Regions from separate parts of the Mus musculus genome. Here region 2 is linked to region 1. Evidence: chromatin contacts called from public HiChIP or PLAC-seq data. All regions are on one chromosome and are shown on one strand. Each heading gives the region's core, a stretch centred on a gene start, on an enhancer-like site or on the middle of the called end of the contact. The rest is flanking DNA. Distances are from core to core; before and after follow the strand shown.

Evidence for each region. HiChIP or PLAC-seq counts read pairs in DNA pulled down with a chosen protein or histone mark.
Region 2: a contact with region 1 is called in an H3K27ac HiChIP or PLAC-seq map of embryonic stem cells, with 4 times the contacts expected there. The contact joins two enhancer-like sites. A contact is called at or near these places in 1 of 484 Hi-C or Micro-C datasets (muscle stem cells), 2 of 115 datasets of contacts at active chromatin or transcription factors (both in embryonic stem cells) and 2 of 9 other capture datasets (embryonic stem cells and embryonic tail).

The regions. Positions count from the first base shown.
Region 1 is chr6:4,976,467-4,983,372 of GRCm38.p6, forward strand. The region is part of intron 2 of Ppp1r9a (protein phosphatase 1, regulatory subunit 9A); the gene reads left to right. Among named protein-coding and RNA genes, the nearest start is that of Gm52886, 75 kb to the right of the region's middle. Within about 2 kb of position 3,910, at least 19 of the 459 cell types and tissues checked have an H3K27ac peak or open chromatin away from gene starts, as enhancers often do. A contact at or near this core is called in embryonic stem cells, where this site is marked.
Region 2 is chr6:4,547,242-4,554,147 of GRCm38.p6, forward strand. No RefSeq gene overlaps it. Among named protein-coding and RNA genes, the nearest start is that of Gm33959, 36 kb to the right of the region's middle. RefSeq lists an enhancer at 6,296-6,906. Within about 2 kb of position 3,465, at least 24 of the 459 cell types and tissues checked have an H3K27ac peak or open chromatin away from gene starts, as enhancers often do. A contact at or near this core is called in embryonic stem cells, where this site is marked.

The DNA.
Region 1 (6,906 bases), core at 2,660-5,159:
TAGCTTCTCAATAAGTCATTGTATTATTCCTGCCCTCTTCTCAGTGAATAGCATCGTAAACTTTTAAATGAGCCTTTCCTGACCTTTTAGCTTGCCATCGGGGTATGGAGTTTTGTCCTAGACTGAATTAGTACAGGACAGTGCTTTACAACACAGGTCCTGGTACTGGGGACTGAGGCGCTTTTTTTGGAGGTTGTCCTATGCAGGACATTTATCATCGTTAGTGCCCCTCAGACACTGCCGCTGGTGCCACCTTTTCTGATAATGTGTGATAACCCAAAATGTCTAGACATTGCTGACTATTCCCTCCAGGGCAAAGTTTCTAATGAAAATTGTCACTGTCCCAGAACAGAAGGAGGTTTTGTGCATGGTCCCTTTTCCTGCAACTGTGCTCCTATTTAAATATATGTTTAAAAACCCAATATATTTTTACTTAACCAAAGTAGTTGTTTCAAGACCTGAATGTATTAAAATGGTCATTTTTATTTTGTATATATTTTATTTTTTACACAACATGGACTCAGTATAGTATAAACAAGTTTGGCTTTGAGTGCTCCTTACATTTGTTTGAGATTCTGTCCAGGCTGGGTGTAGAAACACCAGCCCATAAGCTACAATCCTAGCACCCAGAATGCTGAGGCAGGTGGCTCTTGAGTTTGGTGCTAGCCTGGGATCTATAATGTCATCTGGTGACTGAAAGTGTCACCGCTCACCATGGCCTTAGGTCCTGCTGAAGTCACTGTGAACCCAGTTTGGTTAGAAGAGACTGAGCTTCAGAATAAACTCAATACTTCGTGGTTCAACTCAGCAAGACTTATTTCCTGCTCTCAGAATGGCGTTTCTGCTTCAGGTTGATGGTGTCCAGTCAGGAGTTGAGGCATGTCCACTGTAAGCTTCCTTGTCTCGCTGGTGGATGAAGTTCTCTCGTGAGAGGCTCCTTTACCCCCAAGCACAGTGGTTTGGAGTGGGGCATATACTCCCCTCACATTTCATTTGTTCTGTTGGTGAGAATGTGCGTTCATGGCAGCAGCTATCCCAGGGAAGGAGAGAGGCGTGGATGGGCTCTTGTTTTAGACTCCCTAGAGAAAGTTGTTTCCCAGCCTGCTCTCTTGATGAGTGCTGTGTTCCTCTTTACTTTCTGTTGTTGTGATGAAACACCCTGACAAAAAAAACAGCATAGGGGTGTGAAGGCTTTATTTGACTTACAATTCCAAGTCTATCCTGTGGGGGAGTCAATGCAGGGGCTCACACAGTTGCTCACATGATAGTCTGTAAGCTGGAGCGGTGGCAAGGAATGCGTGCATGTTGCCTGCTCGCTTGCTTCTGCTTACTCTCAGCTTTCTCTTCTCTTGCCTAATTAGGATCCTCTTGCAGGTGCTGGCCAAGAAACTCAGAGTTGAGAATTACTGAAATCTACCTGAAGCAAGGGGAGTAATCATATATTCATAGGCTGCTGATTCTTGGAGGTGCTAGCTAGTATGCTAGATAGTATACGTGGTATGTGATTTCTTTCTACAAGCTATGCAGCTAGCCAGGTAAGAAGGAAGACAGGCAGCAGAATGGTCTAGTAAGAAAGCAGTTATTTCTTACCAGATAGGGCAAAAGACCCCTCACGTTTTGCAGGCATGAGTAGCTTTGCAGTAAATATTTGATATGAGAGAAACACACAGGAAGTTCATATTCACCCATTTGTTGAATGATGTGTCTTATTAAGAACCTTAGCCTGCATAGATGACTTTTCAACAACACAGGTTTAGCCTTCTCTTGAGAGGGTGTAACCACACACGGTTTCCAGAACATGAACATCAACTACTGATCACAGGCAGACATTCAAGTCCACACCTTTCTTTAAATGCATCTGATTTTTGATCTTTCTATTTCCTTTGCAAGTCTGATGATTATCACTGATTTTAAGTAAAGAGGAGTTTGTGCTTTTAGTTTTACTCAGCCTTTTTGGTGTCTGTCACGGAATCCCACTAGTCATGAGTTTGTGGCAGTGGTTATGTAATACTCCAGTTGAAGTCTGTCTCTTAGTGCTTACTGTTGCACAAGACAGATTATCACTTTAAAAGGTTAGAGGACCTTGGCATTGTTGCTCTTCTCCTCCTCCTCTTCTTCCTCTTCTTCCTCCTCCTCCTCCTTTTCCTCCTTCTCAGTTTACCATTTTATAATTTATAGATAAATATTGTTAAGGGAAAAATTATGTTGCATTGGCCTGCATTTATTTAGATATTTACAAATATCCCCAAAAATATAAAATATCACCAAGATTAGAATTGCACACTGTAAGCAGGGAGAGACATGAATTGGTCTCTGTCTAAGAGAATGTAGCCCCAGACAGAGTTTCCTCTTTGAATTTAACTGTATTTACTCGGTCTGAATTTCTTTGAGATAACAATGCTGCTGTTTTGGAATTTAGCCTCTCTTGAAAGACATTTTTCATATTAGCACATTATATCCAAAGTATTTCATGCTAAATAGTTAAAGTTGAAAAGAGTCTCAGGCACAAATATCTAGATTAATTGTGTCAAAGTTAATTTTGTACTTTTAAATGTGGAAATTACAGGAAGTCTCTTTTGTGGCTTAGTGTACTTAGTCTTTCTCAATGATTGTGGTTTTTCTTTCTGTAGGAAAGTCTGTCAGATTTTGGTCTGTTTATGAGCTACTGGTTGTAGGGAAATAAAGATGCTATCTGTTTTTGTGGTCTTCTTTAACCAGAACTATCAAGTTAAGACTTAATATGGAGGTTCAGAATAGTAGCTATATATTTGTATATTTTCATGTCTGTGTCACAGATTCTTTAAAATAGGAGCCATATATGCAACAAAGACATACATATAAGACAAAGGCATACACACACACACACACACACACACACACACATGTGTGTGTGTGTGTGTGTGTATTATATATGGATATATTATATATCCCTATTCTCTTGTATAATTTCTTATTTTTATTTATTTAATTTGAATGTTTAATCACATATTTACTACTAATCAGGAATTATTATCAACCCTGGCATTTGAAAACTACCCTACTAGAAGGAACAACTGCCCCATTAAAATAATTCACAGTTGGGTGGCTTTAGATTCTAAAAGAGGCTCAACTTAGTGAGTCAGGCTTTAGCTTGGCAGGAGAGCACTTTCCATCCATTCCTCTTCCTTGTGAAGGACTTAGAGGAAAATGCGTAGAGCAACATTTAAAGCTATGAACATTTGAAAAATAGCTAAAATCTTAGCTCAAGGGGTTAATATACAGTGTACACATGGAAACACACACATATGAATAAATGTATATGTCTGCAATTTAAGATACATAAAATAGCCACATAATTTTAAGAAAGCACTTCAAAATGGTGTTAGCTCCATATTTTCAATGAATCAAGAATATAATAAAGGTGGCAAAATACATTTCGTGAGGGTTGGGGCACTAGATCTAAGAGCAGGTTCCTGGCAGTGGGCATGACAGTATACTCCCTTTTAATGAAAGGCACGACTAAGGTCACCTGGGAAAGAGACTTCAGAAAGGGAGGTTACGCTAACGTGTAAGAGTGTAGGAAGCACGGATATTGGATTATATCTGAATATCGGATTGAGCAGGTTTCCCTTCAGCTGTGCGGCCTGCATTTGAATTCTGTTGTGAAAAAAGAAAGAACTGCTGGTTCGTTTCAGGCCGCTGTCTTTCTTTCATTGCTATGTGGAGTACAACTTAGGAGCTAGTGTAAGGGGATGTATGACCAGTTGGAAAGTAACAGTGTGGGGCATATGCATCAAGATGTCACTTAGTCAGGCTCGCCTCCAGGACAAAAGGACATCTCCAAATGGAGGAAGCAGTTGTCCTGACTGCAGCTCAAACCTTCTCTCAAGGTCACAACCTGCAGTGTCTTTTCCTTTGCTTTTCTTTTTCCTTTGAACTGAGCTTTTCAGATGTAAAGAAAGCTTTAGGGCTTAGCTTGCTTGTGGTTTAGTACTGGAGTGACAAGATACCCAGCAGGAAGCCCTGAGCTCTACTCCAGATACAAAGAACAGGAAAAAACAAAACAAAACAAAACAAAACAAAAACCAAAAAACAAACAAACAAAAGCTTTCTTCATTCTGAAGAGACAAAGTCAGGGTTCCAGGGGCAGAGGGAGACTCAAGAACTTTCTCATAGAGTTCCTTGGATGGGAAGTGAGAAGTGGAAACAGTTATGGGCATTATAAAATCATATTTAATAAAGGACCATGGCATATAAAAGGTTTATGAGCATAATCTGGCATCAGAGAAATTAGTGGTAAAGTTACAGTGTCCCTATCATTAGATGCACCATTAGAAGGGCGTGCAGATGGAGTCATAGGAGCAGTGACACAGAGTTGGGGTGAATGTCAATATGAGCATCATTTAATATTTAATATGACAATTGCTTAAAAAGTTAATCACCTGGCCTCCAAGGCATATTCCATTCCTGGTTGTGGACATAAGAGGGACAAGAGTGTACCCACATAGATGTGATATTCACACACATCTTTTATTTGTAGTAGTCAAAACTGGAAACAACCCAAGTGTCATCATGAAGGGAGTGGATAGCAGTGTTCTATCTATTCGGTGGTCCAATTCTCAACAACAAAAAGAAGTAAGCCTCATCCATCAATCCCAAATTGCATTTAAATGAAACTCCCCACAAAGGAACGTGTGTTGAACATACTACTTAGGCATAGCTCTAGAAAATCTAAAGAATTCTTCAGTGGCATAAAGCTGGACAGTTTTGTGTAGCTCTGGGGGTAGAGAATGGATTATAAAAGATGCACTAGCCACTTTGCGAGGTGGATTGTCGAGATACTGATAGAAGCAGCAGAAGGCAGAGGGAAGGAAGGGCTTGTTGTGGATCACTAATTGGGTAGATGGTCCATCCTGGGGAAGGAGTGGCAGAGAGAGGCTCTAGCTGTGACGGCATGAACATGCGTCTGCTGGTTGCATTTTGTTTGGAGTCAGGAAGCAGAGACAGAGATTGATGCTTAGCTGGTGCCTCCTCTTACCATCTTTTTATAATTTTAACCCAAAACCTCATCCTAATGGGAAGGTACTCTCTCCACACTAGGATGGGGCTTTCCCCGTTGGTTAACCTTCTCTGGAAAGGCTTCACGAATATGCTCAGATGTGGTTTCTTAGGTGACTCTGAATCCAGTCATAATGACAGAATCCAGTTATGTTGACAGTAGAGATTTAGAACCAGCATGCAGGGGACAGGTATGATGGTAAGGATGGCTTCTTGGCTGGATATGATCCGAACTCATTTGACTACTTCAAATTGAGTCTTAAGACATAGACAAATGAAAATATTTCAAATATTTTGTTTTGTTTTTGAGAAATTGTAGGTTCAGCTGTGTCATATAAAAGAGTTTCACTTGTCTTTGCTTCCTGTGCGTTTTATGGCTTTCCATGAGTTCTCTCCACCGAGTGCACTTTTAATGTCATTTATTTTCATTTATTTAGACTTTAGAATAAGCTTCCAGAGTTTGTATTTCATTCTTTCCTGCCTTGTAAATTTAGAGCCCTGAGAGATCATCACAGGGCCTTTTTGGAATTCTATCTTGTGACTGTGGATAAATTATCTTTACTATGCTGCATTGTCTTGGAGCACTAGAAGCAGATCAACAGTATCTAAGCAGAGATCATGTTTAGTCTTTTCAGATAATGTGGTTCTCTGATGCCATGTTGACTAGTCAGAGTAAAAGCAAATCAAAGGTGCAAATCCAGTCTGGATTAGCTAGGATTTATAATCATGAATATAGATAAAATTAAAAGAAAATATAAAACGTGAATTTGCATTTTATAGTAAATATTTGGAATAACTTAAAATATTGATCACAAATGCTCTGCTGAAAGGAAATTTAAAATTTAATAAAATGTGACACATTCTGTTTTCGCAATATTTTGGAAATGGAGGCAGAATGATCAGGGCAGCATAGTCTCACTCTTGCAAAAAGTTGATAGTAAATTTAATGTAGTATTCATATACATGTAGTTAGCTTAGGTAAATTTTAATTTGAAGTCACAGTGATTTAAATATCAGATATGCTTTCTAGGATTATAAAAAAGATACTGTGGTTGTCTAAATAGACAGTAAGTTTTCTGTGCAAGATTCAAACAAATCTGCTTTTTTATATATTAAAAACAAATGCCTTCTTTGAGGTTTAACACTCAAAATATGTTCCTGAGTTCTACTCTAGTGTACTTAATACACAAAGACCATTCTGTTTAACATACACAAATGAGTTTGGCACCCAGATGTTCCCTGGCGACAGGAATGGGGCACTGCAGCGGTAGCGTGAGGTGGGGCTGCATTGACATAATGGCCTCTTTGAGTGGAGCCTGCAGCAGGAAGGTAGCTTTGCTGAGCAAACGTTGTGCTTTCACTCTTTCACCCATGCTTGAGCAAACAAGGAGTTCCGTGTGAGCAGTCTGCTTGCCAGTCGGTCCCAAGAAAGCCTCAGAAGGTATTCTTAAAGAGCCAAGGCAAACAGCTTCTGTTTTGGGTGCATGTATCACAGCTGAGCCTTCTGCTTGAAGAGCCTCATTTAATCCTTTCTGCCTCTGGGAGGGTGCTCCCAAACGCTGTCCTAGACACTGGAGCATTGATGAGCACAGACATATAGAGGCTCTGTGTGCTCTTTCTACCAAGTCCTTCCCGCTCACACTGCTGTCACGGTCTTTTTCATACGGCAAGGCCATAAGCCTTAAAGGAGGGTAAACATCGTTGAATGGCACCCTTGCTATCACTATTAGCAAGTCTTGTGTGAAGGAACCTTTCTGGTGTTCTGAAATGTGGGCAAGTTTTGAGCCCATTGGAAGTCAGTCAGATTTTCATTAGCATTCAGAGAAGTATTACCTAGCTTCCATGTTGACATTTTCAACCAAGATGTTT
Region 2 (6,906 bases), core at 2,215-4,714, 430 kb before region 1:
ATAATATATCCACTTCAAAGAAACATGGATGATTTGATTATAATTGTTTCCTTCATGGGTTTTTATCACTGATTATAGATCTACTTTCCCTTATAACACAGAGGTCTGGAATAATTTCTAAACTGTTATCAATGTACCTAAATTAAAAATTCCATTTACTATTTTGCTCATCACCATAAGATTTGTTCCTAATCAAATGAATAGAAGAAAAAGAAGGAGAAGGAGAAGGAGAAGGAGAAGGAGGAGGAGGAGGAGGAGGAGGAGGAGGAGGAGGAGGAGGAGGAGGAGGAGGAGGAGGAGGAGGAGAAGAAGAAGAAGAAGAAGAAGAAGAAGAAGAAGAAGAAGAAGAAGAAGAAGAAGAAGAATTGCTTCAGATATAATGTCTAGAATTTTTTTTCCTCTTAAAATTTTACCCAGATTGCTAGTAATGAATATTTATTCTCAGTTACTGCTCAGGGTGATATATTAAATTTTTAAGGTCCATACATTTTCTAGATTTTGCCCTCAGCTAAGCTATCACAAGAACAATCACTCGAAAACTATAAATTATAAGAGGGAACCTCAATTTTCCTGCCTCTACAGGAGAGGGCTATCTAACACAAACGCTGCTAACTCCACTAAATCCTTTGAAGCTTTGAAGAGAGAAAGGCAAATTGATGCCCAAAAGGTGTGTTTTCTCACCAATGCACAAATCACTGTATTTTGTAAGATTTGCAGGGTTACCAGACCTTTCTTTATTCTCACCTTTGTGAGGATTTCATAACTTAAGACTAATTCAATAAAACAGATTGATTTGGGGATGGCAAAAAGCAAAACAAAACAGAACAAAACAAAAGCCCTCTAGCTCTTTTTCAGGCTAGAAAAAAATGCAAATGTTTGGCCACCCCATATCACAGATATTATGATGGAATTGGTCCAAAATATTGTTTTTAAAAGTCCCCTTGTAAATTATAATTTGCAAGCTATCTTAGGAAAAGTAGTCTAAAGCCTCAGGGCTCTGAAATCTTCCTTCAGCTCACTGACTAAGATGGATGTTTGTACACATGCCTTCTCCCCAACAGTGTGTAGTATTCTGCAAGACTTCCCCAGACACTATCAAATACTGTCCAAACCAGAGTTTCTGGAGTGAGCCCAGGATACCCACATTGTTAATCAGAGTAGCAAGATAATTCTCACATACTCTGGAAATCCAGGTATGCTGTTGTCCCCACATTCTAAGATGGTCCTGTACTTTTCTCCCACAATATTTAGGACGGTAGCACTCAGAGTGTGGACTCTCTAAGCGGCTTTAAAAAGAGAACATGTAACAGCTCATTGAACACGTGAGCAATTAATTTTGGAACAGTTGCAGTATTACAAATGTGATTACTTATTGCAAACCCAATTAATCCAGTCAGGAGGAATGTTAATTACAAAGGAGTGTGAAAATTAGCATGAGTGCATGACTAAGTGCCCAAATTTTAGCTTATTATATTGTCTGCTAATTTACTTTCAGGGTCCTTCTTGGGGAAGTCTCATGAATGTTTGTGCACATGAACGATAAGGAAACATTAGTCCTCACACCAGCCTTGATTAAATCATCTTGGGACTTTCCCAATTAGAAAAACTCACAGCTTTAGAAATGGCTACCCTGGCATTTTAAATAGAGTTACTGAAATTTGCATCCAAGAATGTGTTAATGACATCAAATATTTACAAGTAACATTTTTACTACTCAAGTAATGGTCTTGAAGCTACATGGTTAGCTATTAGCTACTTGGAGTTAACAAAATCATCGATCTTCTTCTACTTGCCCCACACAAGACCTTCAGGGAAAGCCACAACTCCTATCTCCCTCCCATCTCCAGAGGGCGCTTCAATTCACCCAAAACCTTGAAATGGCTAACAGCCACTCACAGCATTACTCCAAGAAGGTAGGAAAAAGCCCAGAATGAGATAGGCAGGAAAATGAAACACAAAGCAAGTCAGAGCGTAACCGATTTTAAAAAATGAAATGAAATAAAACTCAAAACAGTAATCTCATTTCTTGTCTGAGCAATGAAATATGAATCAAAACGAATCCAGATATAATAGAGAGCAATTGGGAAGGTGGCCAAGCTCCCACGAAACCAGCCCTCCAACAGAAAATTTACTAGGGTTGTGTGTTGGTGACCAACCCCTTCTAGATATAAGGGTAAATCAAGGGGGAAAGTCTAGCTAAGTTGATGTGCTCGGCTTCTCCCTTGTGAGAATTTAAGCCTGGGAGGAGAGAACAGTGGAGCTGTTGATGAGAAGGCAAACCAAAGGAGATAATCAACGATGACTATCAGCCCCACACCAAGCGTCCCTGGGCAGCACTAGGCTTGGTGGTGTTTCTTAAACTCAAATAATCATTTGGAATCTTCTCACCAGCGTCCCTTTGTGCTTAAGTGAGAAAAATTTCTTGATGTTGAACAAAACAAAAGTATCTTAAAATAGTCAGAATATAGACTACAAGAGAGTATCCAAGCAAGCAGAAACAAGAACCGACCTTTGAGATGGTTGCAAAGATAAAGCACCTGGGAAAAGAGCATTTGGGGGAATAATGGATGTTTGTCATTTGTTCATTTACTGAGAGCCAGGGAGGCACTGACGGCATTTGTCCCTCACTATCTGCTCAAAGATGTTTATATAATGATAGCAAACAGCCTTGAAAGACAGAGATAGTGTTTGTCTCCAGAGCAAAGAGCAAGTGCCTGTCCAGTATGTCAAAGATAATGTCTCTCTCCAGGACACATCACACAGGTTGGCTCACAGCACATTGTAAAAGACTTAGCTTCCAGATGAGGTATTACTCAACTGTGACACGTCCACTTGGGTTACTCAACCATGGTCCCTGTGGGACGTGAGGGGCAAAGAACCCTAAAGCAAGCATAAAGCTCACATTCCTTGCCTTCTTGAAATAAAGTCTTTCATCTATGTGACCCCAGGAGTCACATGTCTATGTCAGCATTTATTAAACGGTGGCAGGCCAATATCTTAGCGTCAGAAATCTAGAAAATGTTCAGGCCCTTCACGGTTTGTTACAAACATTGCAAATAATTCATCTCAGAATGAAGCCTCTTTTACTCTGTATTCCTGTCTTTCAAGTTGCCTAGCAACTCCCTGGTCACCATCGATCTAACAATCTGCAGTCACCATGCCATGTAGAAAAGTGTGACGCAACCATTTGCTTCTGGAGATTGCTTGAGTTCTCTTCTCTGCCTAACAACCACTGCAGACATTAGCGAGCTTGATAATTTTATGTTGAGCTATTGTTATTTGAGAGCAGTAGCCATGAAAACGACCGTACAGTGCCATGTTCATACAGTTACAGTAGCTGATATTCAAATCCATAGCCAACTTTTGTTTGTTCCATCTGTTTTATTGACTGGTAGATACCAGAGACCCACTTGGAGAAGTTCAAGCCAGGGAGCATGCATAGGGAAATGAGCTCAGGACATCCTGCTGTGATCAATTCCTTTGTTCAGGCCATAATGTAGCTCCAGGGAGCTCCCTAGCAGGAACTTGTGACTTTTCAGCCCTCTCTTCCACAAGCTCCACCTTTTATCTGGTTTGTCTTCCTCCTGTGTATTTGTTCTTCAAATTTGGCTATTATAAAATTTTATCCCTCTTCTAATTCTGTGAAAAGGATTCAGTCTCGCTCACACAGCCCCAGCAACCTCTAGATTGGTATCTTTTGAGTTAGACAGCCCTTCCTAAACATCCACAGATTACTAAACATGGCTACCTGGACAACGGAGGGCATAGTAAGGCAATCTTTAAGGAGATGAAGCTGTGGAAGCAACAGCACAAGTACCAGCTCGAGTACCAAAGCCTCTGTGTTCTAGGTAAAATAGAAACAGCCCCGAATTCAGATGTTCAATGTGAACACTCATGTGCCCTTCTCCCAATCTTCCCATTTCCTGTCTCTTCTGAAAAAAAAAATACATATTTGTCTCCACAAATGCGAAAATTCTGTCTTCTCATTAAATCTTAAAATACAAACAGGTCTTAGATGGACATTTTTAAAAAGTTTGGCAGTGAGGCAGATCCAAAGAACACGACACACCATAGGGAAGCAGAATGCTGAAATACAAAAGAAGAAAGGTACAACTACTTTAGTAAAGTCAGAGAATAAGCCGGGATATCGGAGAAAGCTTGTACTTCCAGCACCTCGTACACAGAGGCAGGAGGGTAGCAAGTTCAAGGTCAGCCATGGCTAAACTAAGGACATCGTCTCAAAAAAATTAAGATGAAAAGAAAACAGAGAGACAAGAAGAGAAGGATACAGGAAAAGACAGAGAAATGAAAGGAGGAAGAGTTAGTAAGGGGAGAAAGGAAGGGAAGAGATTAAAGGTCAGAAAGCCCAGAGAACAAAGATCCCATGGCTATACTTCTTTGTAAAAAATAAATAAATAAAAAAGTTCTGACAAGAATTTAGGCAAAAGGTGTCTTCATATACAATTACAGTAAGCATTAACGAGTTCAAATTTTTTGGAAAGAAACTACCAGTAAAGAGCTAAAAGCTTAAAAGTGATTATATTTCTAACACATTTTATTTCACACCCTACATGTTGGTAAGGGGCAAATCTTTGGTTTTTCAAAAGTGTTTTGCTCACAGAGCCTGTAAGACAGTCTTGGCATAAAGGAGTGTGACTCTAGCTTTCTCTCCACTGCTTGGTCCAGAGCAGCTTCCAGCTGAAGGCCAGAATGGCTTGTCCAGAGCATCCTATACCACAGCGGGCCAACCCCACTGTCCAGAACATCACACATCTGAAGGCAAGGGGTGCACATCACAGAAACACCACAGGAAGCCCAGGCAGCTGCTAGCTTTGGGAGGTGCCATGACTCTTGTCGGCACAAATCCGAGAGAGAGAACAAGAAAGAAAGGCCCAGCTCTCAAAAAAGAAAAAACAAAACAAAACAAAACAAAACAAAACGAACTCTGAGCTGTGACCACTACTCATTTAACCCTCTGAACAGATATGACGGCAAATGGTCTGAAATAAAGATTTTGTGTGTGTGTCTGTGTGTGTGTGTCTGTCTGTGTGTGTGTGTGTGTGTGTGTGTGTGTGTGTGTGTGTGTGTGTGTACGTTTTCTTGCTTTTACTTCCATCAAAGACAAGCCCTAACAGGTTGCCAAAAGAAGGCCACCACTTGTCCTTCCTACATGTTCTTAGCAACAGAGGGGTAAATGAATCTCAGTGACTGACTCTCAACAGCCTTGAGTACATGTGCAAAAATAAGAGCTGACCCTAACATCGTGGCTCAGGCCAGTTGTCTTGGCTTTATTTATACCAACCTTGGAAATTAACCAAATGCCTAATAATAGTGGACTGGTCAGCACAGACGTGGGGCAACCATGTGATGGATGGTGGGACAGTTATTTTGAATGTTCTCAAAGTATAGTTAATGATGTGGAAAAGTTAACAACCATGCTTTAAAACAAACAAGTAAAGCACAATAGAATTGCTTCTAGTGCAGACGTTACGGAACTAGCACGCAGTGAGGAAAAAAAATCTTACCCAGTCAGTCAATATTACACTTGAAGATCTCAGAGGAGATCCCAACCGCCATGTGCACTACATGATTCTTGTTTTATACTGGATAGCTGCCTCTATGAATGAGCATCCGAAACTACTTGGTTGAAAATTAGGCCATATTGCAAAGGAAATACTTATATTTATGTAATGCATTTTATATAGTATTTATATTATAAATATATTTGCAAAATTATTTAAATTTACATATTTATATAAATTCATAAATCATACATTTATATTGTATAATATATTTATTTTATTATTTATAAAATATATAAATTTATATAACTTTAGAATATTTATAAAAATAGTATAACATATATTTATGTATTATATATTCTATCTATATATTAGACAGAGAATTGATAGAATATATTCTCCATCAAAATAGTAGTCACTGGTACAAAAATACACATACTATGACAGATAAAGAAAATGAAATTGATTTAAAAATATCAAATTTTAATGATCATCTCTTGGTTATTCTAGAGCATACATTCATTAGGAAAATAAAGAAAGAAATTTAAAATAAAAGTAAAACTTTACAAATGTATTTAAATCATCTTTTACACACAGCACATGTGTGAATAGTGTATAGTGAATAGTGTGTACCTCATTATATGCAATGTAAGTTTAAGCATTGTGTTTGATGCAGATATGCATAAAAATCCAGAAAGCATATGTACAAAAACATTTATATCCATCATCACTAATGACACAATAGATACTGCCAGACAATGAGTTCTTTCATCTTTCTGTAGCCTTCAGAAGCATTAAATGAATATATATTGCTTTCATTATAAAGAAAAATGATTATTTTAAATGGCATTCACAAAACACTGGTATCTTTAACATTAAGCTTTACTTTATTATAAATGCTTAATTCATAGTTTTCAGTGGACCAATTCTGCATCAAAAGACAAATGATGTAGTTAAAATTTTACGCTCAATAAATTCTAAGAATGCATCTGTGGTCAAGGATGTTTCAGTCCACAGGATGAGATTACTCTACCTTAGAAAAACAGAACTTTAGAGAAAACTGAGCGGAAAACAGGAAAATCTCTGAACACGGTTCTGAACATTAAGTGGTTCTTGTTAAGACTAAAAAAATTCTATCTAGGTATGTATTATGTAAATAGAGCAGTGAGGTCTATAAAGAATTGCTTCAGGGGGACTTTCTAGGCTTCCATAAATCCCTACTGTTTAGGTGCTTCCCTGAAATACCATTAAGACACTCATCACCCCAGTACCTTCTCTCCCATTCATAAAAGATGCACGGACGCATTCATGTAAGTGGACATGTCTTACTGAAATACAAATGTCACTCTGGCAGGTCCGATTCCACAATGGGAAAGAGTAAACG